Regions from separate parts of the Sus scrofa genome. Here all the other regions are linked to region 2. Evidence: chromatin contacts called from public Hi-C and HiChIP or PLAC-seq data. All regions are on one chromosome and are shown on one strand. Each heading gives the region's core, a stretch centred on a gene start, on an enhancer-like site or on the middle of the called end of the contact. The rest is flanking DNA. Distances are from core to core; before and after follow the strand shown. Region 1 holds the start of CAT (catalase). Region 2 holds the start of CAPRIN1 (caprin-1). Region 3 holds the start of ABTB2 (ankyrin repeat and BTB/POZ domain-containing protein 2).

Region 1 (3,576 bases), core at 308-2,807, 340 kb before region 2:
AGTTCATGAAAGCTAACCTGGTTTTACGAAAGAGTACTGGAAAGATGAGAAAACCATGCCTTTAGTCCTCCCTCTCTCTGCCCTTAATCAGCTACCATGGGAACTGGGCAAGAGTCCCTCAGACTCTTTGGGCCAATCTGACAAAAGAAGGCTCAAAACAGGAGCTCCCTTCGTGGCTCAGCGGTTAACGAGCCCGACTGGTGTCCATGGGAACTCGGGTTTGATCCCTGGCCTCGATCAGTGGGTTGAGGATCTGGCATTGCCGTGAGCTGTGATGTGGGTCACAGATGCAGCTCAGATCTGGCATGGTTGTGGCTGTGGTGTAGGCTGGCAGCTGGAACTCCGACTGGACCTCTGGCCTTGGGAACCTCCATGTGCCATGGGTGCAGCTCTAAAAAGACATGCACACACACACACACACAAAAGACTCAAAACACACCTGCCCTCATCCCATCCGACCTCTGCAGACACCCTGTAGGGCTCTGCACCCCTGGGTACAGGTCAGGAAGGCCTGGCTCACCACCACTGGTCTGAAATCCTACTCACCTTTAAAGCTCTTATTCAGATGTCACCTGCTCTGAGAAGCCTGCCAGCCCAGGTGGTCACTCCCTTTAAACTTTACAGATGGCCTATATTAGAGCCCGCAGCGCGCTGGAAGGTAATCATCTGTTTATCTGCCTTGTCTCCCGACTAGACTTTGAACTTCTAACTAACATATTCCATTGGAATATGCGCCCCTCATCCCAGCACAGCGTCCAGCGCATGCTGGCACTCAAAGCATATGCGTGAATAAAAGCGTTCATCAATTCCTAAGGTTGCTTCTAGCTCTAAAATGCTAGGCTTGCTGTTTTTTAAATGCGAAAGAAGTCTTGAAGCAAAAATCTTTTAATGCAGTCGTTAAATGCTGTGTGTACGGTGCTGAGGACATGAAGGTGATAAAACACAATCCCTGACCCACGGCACCCCGAAACTATGAAAGCTGGTACTTACTGTTTGTGCAAGGGCAAAGCTGGAACCGTTCCCACTTCCCCCCTCGCTTCCTTTCTTGCAGCTGCAGCTCTCTGCCTCTTTCCCCATGAGCCTTCACTCCCGCCTCAAGCCGCGACCTCTGTCCCAGCTGGCAAAAGCGCAAAGTTATGAGCCAAACCACCCGCGCCCTGCGGCCGATTGCAAATCCTGCAGGCTGGGGGCCTCCCGCCGCAGAACCCTCTCCCCTCCTGTCGGCGAATGTAACAGTCCATTCAGACCGAAAGGCAGCACCACCACCTCCCGCCCGTGATCGTGGTACAGCTACCCCGGAACCGCAGCGCTGGGAGGCAGGAGCCGTTACTCCCCAGCGCCGAGCTTTCTGCGTGGCCCGCTCGGAGAGCGCAGGGTGTACCTGCGCGGCCCGCTGCTCCTTCCAATGCTTCATCTGGTCACTGGCTGGATCCCGGTTGTCCGCCATGGTGTCCGACTAGCCTTACAGAACGTTGCAGGCAGCCTCCACTCGCCGGTCTCCGGCCCTGCGCCTGAAGTAGACGACTTCGGACTCAGTCACTCAGCCCCGCCTCCTCGTCCCGCCCCGTCGGCAGGGCCGCCTCCTGATTGGCCGCTCGAGCTCCAGGCGGGATGGGATTGGTAGTCAAATGGGGTGGGGTGAAGACCTGGGACTCCTGGAGGGGAGAGGTGGGAAAAGAAGGTGGGCCCCGCCCCTGCGACCCCAGAACCGCAGGGTTAAAGAACTAAGCATGGCCTCCAGTACCCGAACTTGACTCTCCCTTCAGCTTATCAGCATCCTTCAGGGTGCCCTGGGACGCGGCGGTTGGTGGCGTGCCAGTTTTGTTTGAGGGAACGCTTAGGCCCTGCTGGGTGGGGCTTTGAAGTCTGTAAATACGCTCTCAGCTCAAAAAAACCGAAACAAACAAAAACCCAGGAATCCTGGGTTGAGTTTCTTCTGTTCAAAATGTAGTTTTGTCATGCTCTAATGTTAATATTGTTTACAACCTGAAAGATTGATGCAATTTGGAATAAATGCAAACATTGATTCTGCATTTAAGTATAACCAGTAGTTATATCCTCAAATGTTACATCATTTTTTTCTGTTACAGATTGTGCACAGAAAAATGTACCTTAAAAAAAAAAAAAACCACAGGGAGCTCCCTAGTGGCTCAGTGGTTAATGATCCCGACTAGGATCCATGAGGATGAGAGTTCTATCCCTGGCCTCGCTCAATGGGTTAAGGATCCACCATTGCCGTGAGCTGTGGTGTAGGTCACAGATCCCGCTTGGAGCCCAAGTTGCTATGGCTGTGGCACAGGCAGGCAGCTATAGCTCCGATTCCACCGATTCCACCAATGCAACTCTCATATGCCAAGAGCATGGCCCTAAAAAGGAAAAAAAAAAAAAAGAAAAGATGTGAAACATGGACGCAGTCTAAAATCCGTAAGAAGAAATTTCAGCCTTTTAGATTCCCTTTTTGGCTTAAAAGTTTCCCTTCTTTTGAGTTATTACTATGTGCTGGACACTGCTAGATGTTTGCCAGACTATATCAGTTAATCTTCACAACAAAAAGACGATAAAGGTCAATGAAGTTCTTCCCACCATGACAGAGTATAAACAAACATCAAGAGAGGTTGGCTTGCTCCTGCTGTAGAATAATTAACTAAGATGCTCAGGCCCACTATTTATTCATAGACAGGCTGGCCTAGAGTCTAGAATATGTCAACAAGTTAATGTGGCTAATTTTTGAGAGGTTGGAGCAGTGCATTTTCATAGGTAAAATAACAATATATTTTGTAATATTGTCAAGATGCTTAGATAGATGAAGTTTGAAAGGAAGACTTGCTCATCCCCAGCTAGAGAGATTGTCTGCAAAGTTTGAGACAGTTGCCTTGGTGTAATAAAGCTGGAAGAAATGGGATCCTAAACCTCACAGAGATCTGGACCCCTACAGCTTCTCATCCTGAGGCCACATCATAGATCTTCCTTCCCCTCTGTGAACCTCCCCTCATAGGGCATCACATTTATCCTTCACATCGTCCCTTCCCTCGGTTGTTTTCATCTTTGTTTGGTCAGGGGTTGCCTTATTCCAAAACGACTGTTGCTCTTTTCCTTTACTTCTGGATTCATATCACTTTTTATGCTTGTGCTTGTCTTTGAAATGTTAGCATACTGTTAGGACTCTGGTCACATCTGTATGGGAAAAAAAAAGATTTTTGTTGATAGGACTGGAAATCAAACCACTGTTTATAACGTTATTTGCATGAGGACAAGTCTTTCAGGTTTAATTATAAGTGAATGGAGTTAGGGAAGGCTACCAAAGATTTTTGCCAAGTCACATTATGATCACCGGAACTGTTAGAAAACCCTACGGCAAGAAAGAAAAGCACAGGCAGAGATTCCGTGCCTGCCCACTTGCGTCTCTCACAAGCATCCTATCTCAATAAGTCTATTTCTTGCCATAAAAGAAAAAAAGAAAAGAAAGAAAAGCACAGTGCCCATTGAGAATTTTCAAGTATTCAATAATGTACAAGATTTCCTCAGTGGTTTGATGTAAATCTCAGCTCCTGTACCCACTGATGCATATGATTCCTT
Region 2 (3,287 bases), core at 678-3,177:
TCCCCCTCTGCTTTCGCTTTGTGCTCACAATGCAGCTCCTGTAAAGCGCTTCCCTCTCCCCGTAGCCGCCGCCATGTTAGACGCGCTCTCCATGTGCCCAGAGACCTAGCGATCCCCTCCGTCCAACCCAGACCCCCCCCTCCCCCGCGACTAACGAATCTCGATCGGTGCAGCCTCCCTCCCATCCTTCTTTATAGAGTCCCCGAGGGACAAAAAGCCGCCGCAGACAATCTTCTCGGGATCGAGTTGAGCGTGAGGTTCGGGGGGGGGGACCTAGACAATTGAAACAAAGAAGGAAACGTAGGGGCGCCCGTGAGATGGGGGCGAGGGAACAAGTCGAAGGCTCCTAGAGGGGAGCCTGAGGAAGAAGCGAGTCTAGTTTAAGATCTAAAAACACTTCCCTTGCGAGGGAGGAGAGGGGCCACTGCGCAAGCCTCAAGTACACGGTAACGGGGCGGACGAGCCCCTAGGCTATAGGACGTAGGACAACCCAACTCCACGAGGCAGTCGGTTGGGCCTGAGCCCTCCCCACAGAGAGTCCTCATTTCCCCCGCTGACCCCCGCGGATCCAGCCTCGGCCACGAAGACAAGGACACCACACACACACACACACACACACACACACACACACACACACACACACACGGCGATCGGACAGGCCCCCACCCCTACACATCGCACTCCCAAAGGCCAACAGCCTGGCCCCCGGCAAGAGCAGAGTAATAAGGAGCCCGGGGGCCAGCGCCACGTCCGGGTCAGGTGACAAGCACCTCCCCGCGGAGCCCGTTTTCTGGGCACGAAGCTCCACTTCCAGCGGGGAGACGGGGCGTGGGGGGTGGGGACCGGGAGGAAGGGAAGCGCCCGAGACGCGGAGCGTGAAGGCTACAGCAGTCAGGGTCAGCATCCAACCCTCCCTTCCCCGCCAACTCCGGGCACCTTTTTCTTCTCCAGGTTCCGAAGTTTCTTGTCGATCACCCCGAGAATCTGCTTCATGGCCTCGGTCTGGACAGCGCCGGTGCCGGTCGCGGGGTGCTGAGAAGCCGGCGCGGCGGCCCCGGCTCCCGCCGCCGCCTCACTCCCGGAGGAACCCGACGGGGGTGGCGGTCCGGACGACTTGCTGCCGCTTCCGCTGTGGCTGGTGGCCGAGGGCATCTTGAGACCGTGAGGGGAGAGAAGAAAAAGCGGGAGGAAGGACAAGAGCGGCGAGTCAGGCGGCGGACGGGGCGAGACGCGGGACAAAACGCGCAGCGGGCGGGAGCCTGCGAGAGCGGTGGGGGTGGGGACGGGGCCGGCGCGCGCGCGCCGCCGGGGCAGGAAGGGGCCGCGGGCGCGCGCGCGACCCGCCAGCGGGGCGCCCGGCCGGGCCTCGCGCCGCCCCCCGCCCCTCCCCCGCGCCGGCCGCCGGCTCGGCCTACCTGCCCCGGGGCACCGAGGCTCGCGCCGGGGGCGGGGCCTCGCAGCGCCGGCCGCCAACGGCCAGTGCAACGGTCCCCGCAGGGAAGGGACAGCCCTCGCCGCCCTGCGAGGACGGGAGGGAAGAGAGCGATCGGGGCTGAGAGGCGGAGAAGGGTGGAGAAGGGCACTGGAAATGACCAGGGCGGGTGGGGTGACTTGAGGAGCAAGCCCCTCGCGAAAGTCCAGCTAGTCCGGAGGTAAAGGACACTCGGGGCAGCGGCCCTCTTCCCCTTCAGCGCCTCAGTCCGGGGTGGCGCTCACCGTGCGCGCGCGGAGGCCGCTGGAGATCCCGAGGGGGCGGCTGAAGGGGCAAGGGTGGCGGTGCGTTCTGGGCAGTGTCGTGCGCTCCGTGGGCGCAGGCCGCTTCGCCCTTTCCCCGCTGCACCGAGAGCCGCTGCTAGTGAGGCGGAGAGCTGGGAGCGGGAGGGACTTAGGCAGCCAACCCTCTGGGGCGGAGGGGGCGGGAGAAGCGGCGGGCGGGGGCCTTCGCTGCCGCTCGGGCTGCCCGGCGCGAACGCCTGCGGGGAAGGGCCTGCCCAGCCTCCCGCCACCCCTGCCCAAGACCCTAGCCTGGGGGCTGGCCACTCAGCCCAGGTCGGAACAGCCTCTGAGAGGCTGCCGGAGCAGTGCCTTGAGTTTTGAGCGAAATCAAAGCTAGGGTCCTTCAGGCGAAGTCGCTTGACGTCCAAACAGGGACAATAGGTGTCAAGCAGCTGGATCTGGAGCTGGCGACTGCCGGGCGAGGAGCCCTTATTTGGTGGGGGTTGGGGGGGGGAGCAAAGGTTTCTGCAAGTAAGGGGTGTGTGGGGTGGGTGGTGCAATCCCAGCTTCTAGAATTCCTTCTGTACGGCGAGCAAGCAAACTCCCACACCCCCAAAATGTCTAAGGACAAGTTGCGGCTTCCCCTACAAAACAATCTCTCAGTAACCCAGGAGTTCTGTGTAAACGCGTTAGAAAGGAGCAAGATGGATGTTTGGGTTTGGGTGGTTTTGTTTGTTTTTGTCTTAAAACTCTGGACTCGTCATGTTTAAAATTATCTTCAGCTACCTTAAGATGACAGGTACCTAAGAGGCCTGAGTATTACGAATCAGATTTTTTTTTCCTTTTAAATTTACCTAAAACTTAAGATGTTAAATGAAACACAGTTTTTTTTTTTTTATCTGCTCCAAGAGAATTATTCCAGCATTGTAATAAGGCTATGGAGAATGAACAAAAAGCAGCTGAGGGCTAGAAGAAAGTGTATTAAAAAAATATAATCAGTGGAAAATTCAGCCACATGATGTATGACAACAGTAAATGACCAATTTATAATTTAAATTCCATAATAGAAGGGATTTAGAAAAGGAGCCTACCAAACCCGCCGCTCCCTAGAGAATGAAATGAGTAATACTGGCTGGCAACAGTGTATCCTGAGGGAGCCCAGAGAAACACAGCAGCAGCCTCCAGACTCAAGATATTCCAGTTAGCTGCAGTCTGTTATCTCGTCTTCAAATACAGAGCACCTTACTATGTGCTAGGAACTCTTGAGTGCTAGGGATTGTGAACAAAACAGTTTCTTCATGGAGCTTACATTCTAAGTGGGGAGAAGATAAATGCATATCAGATAGTGAAGTGGTAGAGAAGAAACAAGGTGGGCTGGAGAAGCCTTAGAATGACCCTTGAGCCAAGACCGAAGAAGTTGAAGAAGAGGGCCATTCACTTGGAAGAATTTTCCAGGTAGCAGGAAAACCAAGTGCCAGGAACTCAGATTGGGAATGTGCTTGGTGGGTTCAAGGAAGAGCAAGAAAGCCACAGTGACTAGAGTAGAGTAGGAGATGAGGTCGAAGACAAAG
Region 3 (3,286 bases), core at 435-2,934, 300 kb before region 2:
CCAAACAAAAAAACCTGTGTATTTTATTTCCTCTAAATATCCGTTAGAGGGCGATATTTGCCTTAATGCTGTTGTATTTCCCCTAGTTCATTTTAAATTGCATCAAATGAGTTTTCGCATTTTTGACAAGTTGAACCTCCTTACCTACTTCGACTTGTCGCTCCTGCTTAAGATGTAGTTTTGTGTCTTCTCTTGATTTAGACTCTGCGGACTTGGGTGGTTCATTAGTACGCCCACCCTTGAAGCCGTCCCCAGTTTTAACCACGAGGCGGCGATATTGCATAAATAAAGACCCGCAGGAAAAAACAATCAGGCAAAACTGCCCAAGAAAAAGGAGTTTCACAGGAAAAGGCAGTTAATTTAAGAAGAGACAAACCAGACATTTCTAGTTCGTATCAACTCAAGGCCCAAGGTCAGGGCCATGTAAGATACAGCACAAAGGAGCTATTCTATTCCAGAGTGCGGGAGGAGGCTGACTTGGGGGAAACTCGCGCAGTCTCCTTGATTTTGCGGTTTCACACTGGAGGGGGCACAGCACATGCACGTTCGTGCACGTGTGTGAATAGTTACAGGACAACTGCGGGACGGAGTGGGGCGGGCGTGGATCTGCTAGAACCAATAAAGCTCTGATTAGGACGCATCTGAGACAGGTTTACAATGGTGTTTCTTGGATGTCAGCTCTCATTTTATTCAGAGGAAGGAAGTCCTGGGGCTGGGGGCGGGGATGCATATATTTCTCCCTTGTCACATCATTAGGAAGAGCTAAATTCAGCCAGGTGTTCCAATCCCAGGCCAGCGCTAGGGACGTTTCTCACCTTCACATTCTTCCAGTAATAACCCTACACATAGACACTGTGGGACACTGGCATCTCGATCAGAAAGGCACCTGATGGCAAGCAGCGTTGCACAGTTGTAACAGGGGAGTCAAGGACACTTTTGAGAATCTGATCTGGGCCTCTCCCCAGAGAAATACTCCGACTATTGCGTGTGTAATTTCAAGTGCCTGGGGAGGCAGGGGCGGAATCGCAGGCCTCCTGGAGCCCGTCGGTCTATCAGTTTCCAGGTTAAGAAGAAATTCTGTTCTGATTGGAGCCTAGATAGCAACGTCAAGAAAACCAGACGGATTTGGGAAGGGAGGCAAGTTAGGGGCGTTCCTCCTCTCTCCAAACACAACTGGAGTTTCGTCTCGGAGAAAAAGGGAGGGACTTGGCAGAAAGTCCTCGGAGAGGTGGAGCGCCAGGCTTGGACCCCCTCCCCCATGCCGAGGTCCCCTTCCCTATTCAACCTCCTTCTGCGACCCACGCCAGCATTGGCGTTCGGCAGCAGAAGGCTCGAAACGGAGCTGCGAACACTCAAAGCCCGGACGGCGGGAAGAGGACAGCGCACAGTGGCTTTTCCTTTATATTTTTCTTTAAATCGTGGGCTCCCGAGCCTCGCGTTTCAACCTCTCCTTTCCCAGTCTCTGCTCCCCACATCCCAGCTCCCAGTTCTCTCATTCTCCTTCTCTTCCCCCTCCTCCAACGTCCTCCCAGCCGCCTTTCTCGACCCTCGGCCTCCAGCCCCGCCTCCGCCGCCGCGGGGTTTCACCCGCGGCTGAGTGCAATCTGCATAGTGACCGCCCCTGTGGGAGATCATTGGTGCAACCCCTGCCCGTCACGGCCGATGATTGGTGGGCCCGCCGCTGGTTATTTGCATGTCGGCAGCAGCCGGGTACCCAGCTGTGCGGGCGGCCGGTTCAGCGCAGAAGTTTGCCGAGCGCTTTCAGGCCGGCTGGTCCGGGACTCGCGCAGCGCCGGGAGCCGCCTCCTTCTCCTGCCGCCGCCGCCCTGTTCTCTCGGGATTCCTTCTCTACGGAGGATAGACGCTCTGCCTGGGGGAAGTTGAAGTGGACTGGGGAGTGCTGAGGACGAGCAGCGGGGGACCGTTCCAGTGACAGCTTGGAATCGGGCCGCCAGACGCGGGGGGCTCCGGCAGCCGGGAATCTCGCCTACCTTCCCGCGGCCGCCGGAGCAGGCGGGCGGGCGATGCGGCGGCCAAGCCCCGCGGCGCCAAGAGGAAGGAGGGCGCCCGGGAGAGCTTAGAGCTTTTTCTGCCCACTTGGGGAAGGGCGCATGGAGTTGTGAGCGCCCCTCGCTCGGCGAGGCCGCCCCCGGCAGGCTCCCCATGGCCGGGACGTACAGTTCCACTTTGAAGACGCTGGAGGACTTGACCTTGGACTCCGGGTATGGGGCGGGGGACTCGTGCCGCTCTCTCAGTCTCTCGTCCTCCAAGTCCAACTCGCAGGCGCTCAACTCTTCGGCGCAGCAGCACCGCGGGGCGGCCTGGTGGTGCTATTCTGGCTCCATGAACAGCCGCCACAACAGTTGGGACACGGTGAACACGGTGCTGCCCGAGGACCCCGAGGTGGCAGACCTCTTCTCGCGCTGCCCGCGCCTCCCCGAGCTGGAGGAGTTCCCTTGGACCGAGGGAGACGTGGCCCGGGTGCTTCGCAAAGGTGCGGGCGCCCGGCGACTGCCCCTATTCTCCGCCGAGGCGGTCAGGCGCTTGGCGGGGCTGCTCCGTCGGGCGCTCATCCGTGTGGCCCGCGAGGCGCAGCGCCTGAGCGTGCTGCACGCCAAGTGCACCCGTTTCGAGGTGCAGAGCGCCGTGCGCCTGGTTCACAGTTGGGCACTGGCCGAGAGCTGCGCCCTGGCCGCCGTCAAGGCACTGTCCCTGTACAGCATGAGCGCTGGCGATGGGCTGCGCCGGGGCAAGTCGGCACGCTGTGGCCTCACCTTCTCCGTGGGTCGCTTCTTCCGCTGGATGGTGGACACCCGCATCTCCGTGCGCATCCACGAGTACGCGGCCATCTCGCTCACCGCCTGCATGGAGAACTTGGTGGAGGAGATCCGGGCCAGGGTGCTGGCCAGCCAGAGCCCCGACGGCGGAGGTGCTGGAGGCGGAGAGGTGTCCGCTGAGGCCTTGGAGATGGTCATCAACAATGATGCCGAGCTCTGGGGCGTCCTGCAGCCCTATGAGCATCTCATCTGCGGCAAGAACGCCAATGGTAAGCACACGGGCTCCCGACCCTCGACCCTCGTACGGGTGGGAGAGGAATCCGCCCTGGGCTACCCAGGGGGTGAATGTCCTAAGGCGAAAGAAAAGAAATTCAGGACCTGAAAGAAGACGTTTGGTCTACCAGTGGAGAAGTTTATTAACAGGCTTTTGGCTGAGCGTGTTCTTTGGGCGACTGACTTTTGCGGGGCAAGGTCGTGGTTGATCTTTTGCAACCTGTTCTGCATGGTGG

The links. A called contact is a pair of places that touch in the nucleus more often than the background predicts. HiChIP or PLAC-seq counts read pairs in DNA pulled down with a chosen protein or histone mark.
Region 1: an H3K27ac HiChIP or PLAC-seq map of alveolar macrophages shows a contact between it and region 2. The contact joins the promoter of CAT here to the promoter of CAPRIN1 in region 2. A contact is called at or near these places in 2 of 5 promoter capture datasets (fetal liver and liver), 2 of 47 Hi-C or Micro-C datasets (heart right ventricle and liver) and 2 of 2 datasets of contacts at active chromatin or transcription factors (alveolar macrophages and skeletal muscle).
Region 3: a Hi-C map of liver shows a contact between it and region 2, with 5 times the contacts expected there. The contact joins the promoter of ABTB2 here to the promoter of CAPRIN1 in region 2. A contact is called at or near these places in 2 of 5 promoter capture datasets (fetal liver and liver) and 5 of 47 Hi-C or Micro-C datasets (embryonic fibroblasts, heart right ventricle, liver and 1 more).

Annotation. Positions count from the first base shown.
Region 1 is chr2:26,532,324-26,535,899 of Sscrofa11.1, forward strand. CAT (catalase) reads right to left here and starts at 1,558. Exons shown (of 13, transcript NM_214301.2): 1 at 1,382-1,558. The coding sequence starts at 1,447.
Region 2 is chr2:26,873,498-26,876,784 of Sscrofa11.1, forward strand. It overlaps CAPRIN1 (caprin-1), which reads right to left and starts at 1,928. Exons shown (of 19, transcript XM_005661021.3): 1 at 1,717-1,928; 2 at 937-1,152. The coding sequence starts at 1,152.
Region 3 is chr2:26,577,842-26,581,127 of Sscrofa11.1, forward strand. It overlaps ABTB2 (ankyrin repeat and BTB/POZ domain-containing protein 2), which reads left to right and starts at 1,685. Exons shown (of 17, transcript XM_003122881.5): 1 at 1,685-3,046. The coding sequence starts at 2,164.